2 separate regions of the Mus musculus genome follow, and region 1 is linked to region 2. Evidence: chromatin contacts called from public promoter capture Hi-C data. All regions are on one chromosome and are shown on one strand. Each heading gives the region's core, a stretch centred on a gene start, on an enhancer-like site or on the middle of the called end of the contact. The rest is flanking DNA. Distances are from core to core; before and after follow the strand shown.

Region 1 (5,575 bases), core at 108-2,607, 170 kb before region 2:
ATAACCAAACTCTACAAGACATCTTTGGAAATATGCTTTCAAGGACAGGCAGGACAGATGCCAGGCTGGCCTGGGAGTGGTAAAGGGAGTGACAAGAGAGTGAACTGTATTTCAGAGCCTGGCAGTGGGTTTTGCTTTGCTTTGGTCTCTCCCCTCCCCCTCCTTTAGAAAAAAAAAACATTATGGGGGCTGGAGAGATGGCTCAGTTGTTTAGAGTACCACTGGGTACTCTTCAAGAGGACCAGGGTTCAATTCCCAACACCCACATGGCTGCTTACAACTGTATGTAACTCTAGTTCCAGAGGATCCAATATCCTCACACAGATACGCATGCAGGCAAAACACCAATGTACACAAAACAAAAAATAAAATGAAAAAAATCACGCTGTTCATTTTTTTTAAATGAAAAACTTGTTTTCTCTTTTTCCTACTACCGATTCTCGGTTATGAATCTCCGTGTCATGTTTCCTGAGTGGTCTCATTATGTAGTTTTGTTTTTCTTTTTTTTTTTTTCATCAAACCTTCAACCAAAGAGAAATGACGAATTACCAGTTTCACTTCTTTCTACAAGTTGCCGCAAAAGCCTGTTACAAAGAAGTCCGTATGAATAACAAGAAGTGGTGACTAAAAGCAGGTCCCACTACATTCTCTCATGTGCTCACTCACAATGTATTTAATGGTCTCCCTCACAATGGTAACCATTTCTGGGGGACCTGATGTGTACCTTCTAGGAATCTGAGCCCAAAGTGGATAAACACAACAAAAAGTAAGTAACAAAGGTCATGAGGTCAAGTGTCTCCTTAGGAAAGAGAGTTATACTGTAGGTCTCTAAGACAAAAATTAAAGGTAACCAAATGCACAAAAGTTAATGTTATAGTACTACTTCTATGCTTTAAAAAAAGTCCTTTACAAACTATTTCCTAGTATTCTGTAAAACTGTCAGGGAGTAAATAATCACACTCAAAGAACAGCAACAAACATCAATAACAAATCACTACTGAGAGAAATGTTGACCAGATATCTGATGTTACACTTGGCTTGTTATGTGTGCATGTTTTCAGTGTTATTTACAGTAGGAATAATTCATTAATAATCATATGTGAACTTCATGTCACTTATAATATAAATGTCTAGTAATAATAAACACTGAAAAAAATAACAAAATGACATGAATAAATTGAAATCTTTTGGTAGTAGCCAAATACTACTGGCTTCAGTTCCTACAGGTGTGGATCAAGTCTGGAAGTAGGCATGGTTCCCATGTGCAATGCACAATGAACTGTATAGAGACCCATGGGAGTTACAGGACAGGGAGAGCCAGAAGGACTAGGAGGTGCCCTATCTCCTCTGTGGCCTGCCTCCAAGAGGAAGGAACTTTTTTTATGAGTCAACACAGTACCTGACTCTCTCAAGACTGTGTGTGTACTTTTCAGAATATCTCCAGGCTCAATGAAGCACAGGGAGAGACTGGAGGTGGATTCAGCTCTTTCTGTTGCTGTTACCTTTTATGTGGTAATTTCTAGAACGTTCTCCCCAGTTTCTGACTCTCCTGCCACAATTTCCTGGAGAACTATAGTCCCAAAAGTCTTTCCTGGGTACAAAAACGTGACAATCAATCACCTTCTATAATTATGCCCATGTAGATGAGGAACCACAAGACTCTGCCTATCTTACCTATTGTGGGAGGAGGTTTTGGTTTTGTAGGCCTAGGAGTTGCCTGGAATTCCTGAGTCATTGGGAGTTTAGTTTGAAATCATTAGACATCCCAGAAGAAACAAATTTCACAAGATTATAATGTATAGTTTAAATAAGAGCAACATGATTAAGCTAGCCAGCGATCTTGGAGAAGATGAGAGCAAAACAAGCCATGGCTATATTGGCTTTGGGAAAGTCATGTTCGCAGGTTGCTTTCAGGCGTATGATTCCCTTGTGTTGTCAATAAATAAATAAATAAATAAATAAATAAATAAATAAAAGGGTACTATTGGACATAGTACTAAATGGACATAGTAATTAACTGCTCCCTAAGTTCTTATCACTACACACACAAGATAACTCAGCAGTTTTTTGTTTGTTTTTTTTTGTAGTGGATGATGTTAACACAGAGACCAACTCTGGTCAACATGCAGAGAAAAAGAGCAGTCAGCTATAAATGGGTAATCTACATCACAGTCCTTGCACTGAGGCTCAAGGCTCATCAAAGAATACAAGGTGGAAAGATTACAAGAGCCAGAGTGAGTGGACATCTGCAGAAAACTACTATTTAAGATGACAGTACGGTTGCACACAAATAGTCAGAAATGCTGCAATGACACTGAGAAACAGACACTCTAACTTTGAAGTTAACTGTTAAAAACACTATCTTATTAACAGTAAGATGTAGTTGGATTCTTCTTTCTGGGTATTAAAAATCAGACATAGAATCCCAATGGCTGATCAGCATAGCTTTCTAAGCACATTGGCCACTTAAGGGATGAACTACTCTCTGCTCCTTGAACATAACTACCTCTTCCTCAGTACAGTCTCTACATGCAGAGTCACAAAAGGCTGCATATCCCCAGAATCATGCTTGGTCACTGCCTCAAAGTGGGAAAGGAAGGAACAAGACGACCTCTCAGATCCTCTTGAGAGATACTCCTAGACATAATGAGGCAGATTCTCCGAGCTGATGCATATGACTCAAGTCCAACATACTGACATCTAGATGCCATAGAGTTTTGGCCTTAAACCTTGGTTCTTATGTCTTGGTTCAAAGATGAGTGTTTTCATGAGGAAAAACTGATCCATAAATTTCAAATCAAGTAATTTATTTTGAATAGACCCTTGAGCTTAGAAGAAACACACTAAATACCATGAAATTTTCACAGTCTCTTTGCAGATAATGTAGGGGATGAAGTTCACTTTTAAAAGAACTGCTCTTATGTAAATCTACCCAATGGATAACTACAGGCCATAATTTTAAAGGCAAGAAACCTTAGAGAAAATTTTTGGAATGCTAGCTGATACTGTTCTCACTATAAAGCAAAGCCATGTTATATTGCCTTCTGAAGAGAAAAATGTATATACACTATCCCTGTCAAAATAGTGAAGATACCATTCCCAAATGGTCTGGTTTCCCCGTCCCTTCCAAGAGATTCTAGCGCTTGTGCAGGCTCACCTTTGCAGTTCACCAAGTCCTCTGGCAGCTGGGAGGGTGGGGGTTTGCCTTAGGAAGTTCTGTTTTAAGTTGAGATGAGTAAGGTCTTGGCTGTAAAAGAGGTTGGCAGGCAGATGTTCAAGGCTACAACAGGAGAGGTCTACTGAGCTTATACGCTGTGATGCAACCTGGAGAAAAAAGAAAAGAATACATGGAATTAATTGTTTACACATAGAAATGAGACATTCCCTTTTGGGAACTCAGGAACAGCATGAAAGTCCTAATACAAAGAGATGAAGCCTATATACACTTGGCACAAAACAGCCTGCTACTGTAAAAACTGCCCGAGAGCAGGCCTAAAGCAACCTAGCACAGGGCTCCGAAGAACGCAATGACCTTTTAGGTTACTGATGTCACTAGTCTCTCCTACAGGTGGTTTTAATCAAGAAAACAATACAAAACAAAAACAAGTAAGAGGATTATGAACAAACTGACACAAGAGTTTAAAGGAAATACACAACCATGCACTAGACAGGAAGACAGATGTGGTGTGTGCTGATTTCAGTGAGATAACTACACATTGATTGTGCTTTGCCTCATGTAGATGCTTCGCACAAAACAAAAAGTCTATCTAAATGATTATCCAGATATCCACTGCCCTCCTCGTTAAATAATCCCTACCAAGACCAGGATCCCAGCGCTACAAACCCAGATGCAGGCTGCAGAAACAAAGTGCTCTGGGTAAGCTCAGTTCTTCAGGAATTACAAGCCCCATTTATAATGAAAGTGAAGAGATTTAGCCCACTTCAAATATCTTGGTTCTGTCTGATAGCAGATGTTGTAACATCAGAGTTCTAAGCCTTTGCCTAACTTAGTTTTACTTTGCAAAAAAAAAAAAAAAAAAAAAAAAAGAGAGAGAGAGAGAGAGAATAAATGAAGGAAGGAAGATTTTACTCTTTATCCTTGATCACCCTGATGTACTGTACTGTTACCGAATTCCAGCTTTCCCCTAACCCAGAAGAGGCAGAGCAGAGTCCTGGGAATGTGGCTCTAGGCCCAGACGGCACAGATTCTCATCTAAGCACCACAGCCTCTCCTCTGCGCTGAGATAGACAGACAGATCATTGATCTCTTCTGAGACTCGGCTTCATGTCTATGTAGCAGTATTAAAATGGCACCTAGTCCTACCTTCATAGCTCAGAAAAACCATCAATAAATGCTGCTATTATTTTTATTGCTGCTGCTACAAAATAGAATTACTCATAGTTTATATTCACTAATTCCCAAATTTATGCATATTTATTAGAAGTAAATTTACAAAAAACATTCTGCTGAGGTCATACTTGAATTCAAGATAAATTACACTGTACATATGAAGCAGAAAGATGCTGTTTACAAAGGCTCTGATACAGAAGGTCTGAGTTGGCACTTCAGCATTCTCAGCTTCCCTTGAATTTACACCATTAAAAAAGAAAACCCCAAAGACAGCCAAATTCCTGATGTAAACCAAGAAGATCTAGAGCTTGTAGGGACAGAACGCTTTTCCTTGTTCACTGAAACAACCACACTGAGTACTCACTATGACCCTCCGATGCTGGGCAGAAAAGAGGGTCTACAGCCCACCTCTCAAGTCCTTCAGCCACCTACACCAGCTTGCCTCCGGCCTACCTAGCACACTGTTCCCTTGGAGACTACTTAGAAGAGAACAAGTTTTATTTTAATAGAAGTCTAACACTGTTCCCTTTGGACAAAGAGAACATGATTAAACGACAAGTTGTCCTTGCTCCATTCCTCATTCTAGACTAAAAGTTGTTACTGCTGGAAGCAGGAGGAAGTGGGCACAGGAACAGGATAAGATCAGCCAGCACAGTCTCAAGGGAACCACAGTGCAAACAGGAACATCTAGAGTAATACCACGAGTCCAATATGTAATAGCCATGGGGCAGGGAGCAACCCAGGAGACCACAAAGGCTACCACAAGCTTCCCCTGGGAACAGACCATATCCTGGACCCCAAACAAAAGAAGTGAGTACATCAGCATAGACCAGCCAAGGCACATCTCATCCAAAAGAGAAAAGCACTGCTCCCAAAGAAGGAAAGCTGGACATCCAACCAAGAAGCTGTGCTCCACATACACAGCTGCTATTAAAACTCACATCCTTCCCACAATCTACATACACAGGAACTATTAATAAGAAAGCCACCCGGGTGCATCTCAGGGCAAGCAGCGTTCTTTCCCAGCTTCCTTTCCCAGTATTTGTAAGTTATTGTTATAGAAAGGAAGTGTGGCCCTGAGGAGAGCTGAAGATAGAATATTGAGTTTAATTTCCAACAAACTCCATATAGTGAGACTCAACCCCTGCCTTTAACTTCAAGGTTAAAGTAAATTGAGCTTCAGGCCACAGCCTGGGCCCAGGGTGTGAACAAGAGCCTGCACTA
Region 2 (6,227 bases), core at 3,499-5,998:
ATCACAAAATTTGAAATAATGAGGTCAGGAGAAAATTTAAAAGCTTCTATGAAGAAGAAAATTAATTCTATTTGTGGTCAGAATTTCTTCAGAGTTTTCAAGTCCAAGGGATGATAGTGCATGCCTCACACCCCTGAAGGAAAGGAAAGGCCTGTCAATGCAGGAAAATTAGACACTTGCCTAAACACTGACCAGTCATTAGGGAAGAAATGAATAAATGAAAACAGGTCCAAAGGAGTGTAGTGGTTTGAATAGCTTTGGCCCCCATAGATCATGTCTTTGAATATGCTTGGCTGAGGGAGTGGCACTATTAGGAGGTGTGACCTTGTTGAAGGGAATGTGTCACTGTCAGAGTGGGCATTGAGACCCTCATCCTACCTGCATGGAAAACAGTCTTCTGGATGCAGTGGGATCAAAATGTAGAATACTCAGTTCCGTCTCCAGCTCCATGCCTGCCTGCACTCTGCCAAGCTTCCAGCCAATGTAATAATGGACTAAACCTCTAAGCCCATAAGCCAGCCACAATTAAATGTCCTTATAAGTCTTGCCTTGGTCATGGTGTCTCTCCACAGCGATGGAAATCCTAACTAAGACAAGGAATTCATGTAGATTGAAATAGTTTTTTGAATACACAAACGCCCCATGCCTTACTGTAAGGAATTGTATATCTAGAGTGCTGCTGGAGAAGATTTTTCAGAGAGATGAAGGATACGCCAAGAAATAGAAGGTAAGGGATGCAGGAAACAGATCCCAGCTCAATAATGGGCAAGAAAGTCCCCAAATCAACAATGAAGAGAGATCCTCAAGTGGAAGAAGGACAGAGGACTCCAAAGACCTCTTGTGAGATCTTAGGAGATACCCAGGGGGAACCCCTGGGATCCAGGAATTCTGAAAACACTAGCGCTCCAGTGGAGGGTTTGGGGCTTCCTCCATGGTGTGGAAAATAGACCACCAAATGAAAACATGAAACACCTATTAAGTGGAGGGAAAACAAAAAAAAAATTTTTGCAAGAAGGAAAATTAGTCCTAAATATATTATATGATCCAGTGGTATATTGGTTGAAAATTGATGTAACCAAATGTATTACATCACTAATTCAGAAAATCTGTGGTCACAGAGCACCTAAGGGCCTGGGTGGGAGACTGAGAGCACCTACAGAGGTGAAGGGAAGGAAGCATCGATGTGGATAGAGATCTTGTGCTGTGAAGGAAACAGCCAAATAACTAAAAGGGTGAAAACTTTAGACATTAAGGAGGAGGATGTAGGAGAACAGACAGCTGCTATTAGAAATGAAAACTGCTGCCCTTGTCTAAGGAGTCCACTGATGGTTGCATCCACCTGACATGTTCAAAGCAGATGTGAAGCGCTTACAGAAAAATTAAAAGTTTCTCAGTCAGGATCTCACTGTGTAGTGGGGCTGGTCTGGAACTTTCTGTAACCCAGGCTGGCCTTGAATTTGCATCAATCCCCCTGCCTCTGCCTCCTAAGTACCTGGATTACAAGCATGTGTCACCAGCTATAAAGCTACAGTTTTAAAAATCAGAAGGACCATATTTGTTGTTGTTTGTTTGTTTGTTTGTTTGTTTAGTTTTTAGGAGGGAACGGCAGAAGCAATATATTGAGATAATTCCATGAACGGAACAGCGCTCAAGCAGGACGCAGTAGCTTGTGGTGAAGATTTTATAGTTACTAAAGCTGGAAGGTTGGTAGCTCTACAGCAAACGTGGCATTGAGAAATCACCAAAGGAGGCTTGGAAACAAACATTTCATAAGTGTCATCTGGAGTGTCCAGAGAGACACTCCAGTAAAAGAGCAGTCAAGAACCCCAGGCTAGTAGTTCAGTGATTGGACTGAAGCTGCAATCAAGGTTATTAGAATACTCGTTACAGACATTTCTAACCAGGGTGTTAGAATATAAGAATTAAGTTCAAATTCTTTAATGAGCCTTATAGTAAAAAAATATTTGGAGTTTTAGAATGATTGTGTATTTTTCCAGGACACCACACAAAGAATATGACCCTGTTTTCAGTGGACACACAGTTGTCTTTCATGGGACAGAAACACAAACCCTGTATTAAGAAAGTGAATCTTAGGGCATATTGTCATTCCTATCCTGGTACAAAGCCCTGGCCCTGTTCTTTAGCCGCACAAGGGGCGGCATTGTGTGCCTGAGATGAGTGTTTGAGCTGAAGTTCCTGGCTTGGCTGGGATCTTCCGTTTGGCTGCGCTTCCCCAGAGATCAGCTGCCTGTCACAGGCTCTGCACTATTGACACCCCAAACAAGGCGCAAGCAGGGAAAACAAACAAGGCCAAGCTGCTTTTCCTTGCTGATGAGTCAAAGGCTACACTCAAGCTACCAAATGTTAGATTAAATTTCATCGTGAGATGAAAGTGAGCTTCCTGGAGGACTCCTTATCTGTTTTTGTTAATTTCGAACTCAGGACTTGGCTTCCAACCAACAGCATAATTGGTAACAAATGTCGCCTTCTTCCCGCACTCCCTTCTGCTGTGCTTCCTAGCATGGCTTGTGCCACACTCACCCTCCAAACAGACGGAACATGAACAGAACAGTCTAGCTCTTACTTTTGTTTTTTAAAGCTTACCATCGCATTTTAGTGCTGATTTCCCCATCTGCCCCTTGCAACTTACTACCACCTTCCAAACAGTTCTATCTAAAGCATCTACAATACCATAGATAAGTGTAGTTAAGAGAAGGGCATCCGTTTGGAATTCAGAGATTCCACATAGTCTGCCAACACCCCCCACAGTATTTAATTGACAAATATATGTGTGCCAATGTGTTTAGCAGCTTCTCTTCGCAAAAGTGAACAAAATGAATAGTTGTCAAGGGGCAGAGGAAGGTCCCACATCAGAGGGGCTGAGCACTGCAGAGTCAGTCCACCACCACACCATTGCCGTATGCCGGTGGATGGCAATCGCACCTATCAGCAGAGCAAGTAGATATCCAAAATGCTACTGAGGATGGATGAGGAAGCAACTGGAATAGACTATTTATTTATGCTTGATAACACCCATACATTTCGAAGAATACAATACTGAGAGATCGGTTTTAAATGATTTTAAACATTAAACAAACATCTAAAGTCGCCTGATAGATCAATAACAGATTTGCTTTGGAGCTAGCAGACAGGACAGACACTTCTCCAATGTCAACTGAACACATTTAGAGATATCCCGGGGTAAAGGTTTGTGTCCAGCCTGGACAGCTATCCTTGTCCTGGTGGTCCTTTGGCTCGAGTCCTTGCGAAGGTCCCTCGCTGGAGTTCACAGGATACAGCAATGTTTTGGAAATGGGAGAAAGCTGGGGCAAGGCATCTGGGAAGTTCTCTAGAGCTGGAAAAGGAAGGGAAGGGGCTTGCCCCAGGAGCCCAGAAAAGAAGGCAGTCCTGCCAACCTGACTGTTGGAACTTGGACTCCAAACTGGAGGGTTATACACTCGCCTCTCAAGATGCTAAACTTGTACTCCTTCATCATAGTAGCCAAAGGAACCCAGTATGCAATGTGCTCTGGACCCTTGTTCGGCCCTGACTGCCCTGTCCTATAACTGTGGTCAGGTGAAAGGTCATTTACATGCCAACACATACTTTCCACCATGCCTATGGCTGCATTTAAAGTATTTGTAATTAGCAGTTAAAAAAAAAATGAGCTGGGCGTGGTGGCGCACGCCTTTAATCCCAGCACTCGGGAGGCAGAGGCAGGAAGATATCTGAGTTCGAGGCCAGCCTGGTCTACAAAATGAGTTCCCGGACAGCCAGAGCTATACAGAGAAACTGACTCAGGGGGGGTGGGGAACTATTCTAAGCATTAGCATCTCTGCCTTGGTTTAGGAGCAAAGTGCCAACACACTTGTTTGTGTGCACGTGCGCTTGTCACACGCGCACATGTCATAGTGTGACTGTGGAGGTCAGAGGACACATTTTGGGAGTCAGTTCTCCCCATGCCCCATGTGGGTCCCAGGGATCCAGCTCAAGGTGTCAGAGTAGGTGGTGGGCACTTTACCTGCTGAGCCATCTTGCCAGCCCCCATTTTCCTCCTTTCTTTCATCTTGTCTTGTCTGGAGACAGGGTGTCATGAAGCTAAGCCAGCCACACATTTACTGTAGCACATTACTGTGTAGCCTAAGCTGGTCTTGGATCTGATTCTCCTGCCTCCATCATCTCCTCTGTGTTGAGATCACAGTTATGTATCACCACACCCAGATTAGTGGCAACAGATTTGCAAGAACAGAATTCAGTGTTCTCTGAAGTGCTTGAAAAGTAGCCTTTAAAGAGGAAACTTAAACCCAGGGACGAATATCACAGGATGAGATATGATTTCTCTGACATAGAAAGAGTTAACAACATCCCTGCATAGGTCTCCTGAAGGAAGGAAGTGGCAGAGTACAAAAGAAACACCTACAATATGCTAGCTGTCTTAGAGTTTTACTGCTGTGAAGGGACACCATGACCTTGGCAGCCCTTATAAAGGAAACCATTTAACTGGGGCTGGCTTACAGTTTCAGAGGTTTACTAACATCATGGCAGGAAACATGGCAATATGCAGGCAGGCATGCTGGAAAAGGCTCTGAGAGTCTGCATCTTTGATCTGACTGCAGCCAGGAGAGCCTGACTAGTGGACAGCTAGGAGGAGGGGCTCTTCCACACTGGGTGGAGCTTGAGCATAGGAAGAGAACTCAAAGCCTACCTCCACAGTGAAGCACTTCCTCAACAAGAGCACACCTACTCCAAGGCCACACCTCCTAATAGTGTCATTCCCCATGGGCCAAGAAGTTACACACATGAGTCTACAGGGACCAAACCTATTCAAACCACCACACTAGCCAAAGAAATCATTGAAAATGAATGAAAAGTTAGCTTTCTATGCTATTTTTTATTTCTAAAAATGATCCCCTGTGGTCCTACTAGTTGTTGAAGAAGAAGAAGAAGAAGAAGAAGAAGAAGAAGAAGAAGAAGAAGAAGAAGAAGAAGAAGAAAGAGAGAGAGAGACATTCTGTAGAGACATTAAATGAACAGGCACTGGAGTTCTTACCTGAGTCTCCTGATATCAAGTCTATGTTCTTTTTTAAGATTTATTTATTTATTTTATGTATATATGAGTACACTGTAACTGTACAGATGATTGTGAGCCTTCATGTGGTTGTTGGTAATGGCATTTAGGACCTCTGCTCACTCCAGTCAACCCAGCTTGTTCTGGTCGGTCCCGCTCGCTCCGACCCAAAAAATTTACTTATTGTTATAAATAAGTACACTGTAGCTGTCTTCAGACGCACCAGAAGAGGGCGTCTGATCTCATTACAGATGGTTGTGAGCCACTATGTGGTTGCTGGGATTTGAACTCAGGACTTTCAGAAAGCAGTCAGTTCTCTTACCCGCTGAGCAATCTCACCAGCCCTCAAGTCTATGTTCTTTATGTTCTCTCTGCTAACTTCAAAAGAAAAACAAACTCTCATGTATACGAGCTCGGCGCTCGCTCGCGCGCGTGTACACACACACACACACACACACACACACACACACCAGTCAGCAGGTGCAGGTGCTCCAAAAATAGCAGCTCCTGAGATGTTTTAGTCAGTACTGGATCTAGTTTCTGAAAATATTCACTGAGCTTATCTCCTCAGTCTTCTTTAAACCACAATATCCTGGTAAGGGATACACATTCAGATGGGTTTCCGCTGTGAGACATGAGGCAATGAGGTCTTGAGCGCCCTCAAGAGGAGGAGTTAAGAAACGTTTGGCCTTGCCTGGACAGCTTGCCCAGATGTTTCTAAGCCAGTTTCCCTCAGCGAACCTGTGAGGAGAGCATTTTAAGCCGTCAGTAGGTAAGTCAAAGCAGAGAACACATTCGCATGCTTTGTAAGCTACACAGAGCTGTAGAGGTTTCGAATACTATTATTTGGGGGCTTAGAAGAATTTTCTCAATTTCCATACCTATATATTCTAAGCCCTCAATTATTTGCTACTATGTACAAGCATTTATAATTTTATTATTACAGCAACATAATTTTCTGTTATAAGTATCAACCGGATATTTTTTTCCATGTTGGTGTAAATCTAAGCTCTACTAAAGAAAGAGTTACATTAGAATGAATAGCGTGAAGGCTGTGATTTGGAGAATAAGAAAAGCACAGTTTGTTGACTGGAAGTGGAGCTCTGTGGTAGCAGTCTTACCTAATGCTCACAACGAAAGCCCTGGTTCAATCCCCAAT

The links. Capture Hi-C pulls out chosen DNA fragments and counts their contacts.
Region 1: a contact with region 2 is called in a promoter capture Hi-C map of adipose tissue. The contact joins two enhancer-like sites. A contact is called at or near these places in 1 of 15 datasets of contacts at CTCF or cohesin (CD8 T cells), 4 of 484 Hi-C or Micro-C datasets (CD4 T cells, LSK cells, macrophages and 1 more), 4 of 115 datasets of contacts at active chromatin or transcription factors (CD8 T cells, effector CD8 T cells, large pre-B cells and 1 more) and 2 of 9 other capture datasets (adipose tissue and liver).

Annotation. Positions count from the first base shown.
Region 1 is chr1:106,316,598-106,322,172 of GRCm38.p6, reverse strand. It overlaps Phlpp1 (PH domain and leucine rich repeat protein phosphatase 1), which reads right to left. Exons shown (of 17, transcript NM_133821.3): 4 at 3,158-3,324. Among named protein-coding and RNA genes, the nearest start is that of Phlpp1, 150 kb to the right of the region's middle. Within about 2 kb of position 1,357, at least 61 of the 459 cell types and tissues checked have an H3K27ac peak or open chromatin away from gene starts, as enhancers often do. A contact at or near this core is called in CD8 T cells, where this site is marked.
Region 2 is chr1:106,151,447-106,157,673 of GRCm38.p6, reverse strand. Gm20753 (predicted gene, 20753) reads left to right here. Exons shown (of 3, transcript NR_040630.1): 3 at 4,927-5,049. Among named protein-coding and RNA genes, the nearest start is that of Gm20753, 17 kb to the left of the region's middle. Within about 2 kb of position 4,748, at least 38 of the 459 cell types and tissues checked have an H3K27ac peak or open chromatin away from gene starts, as enhancers often do. A contact at or near this core is called in CD8 T cells, where this site is marked.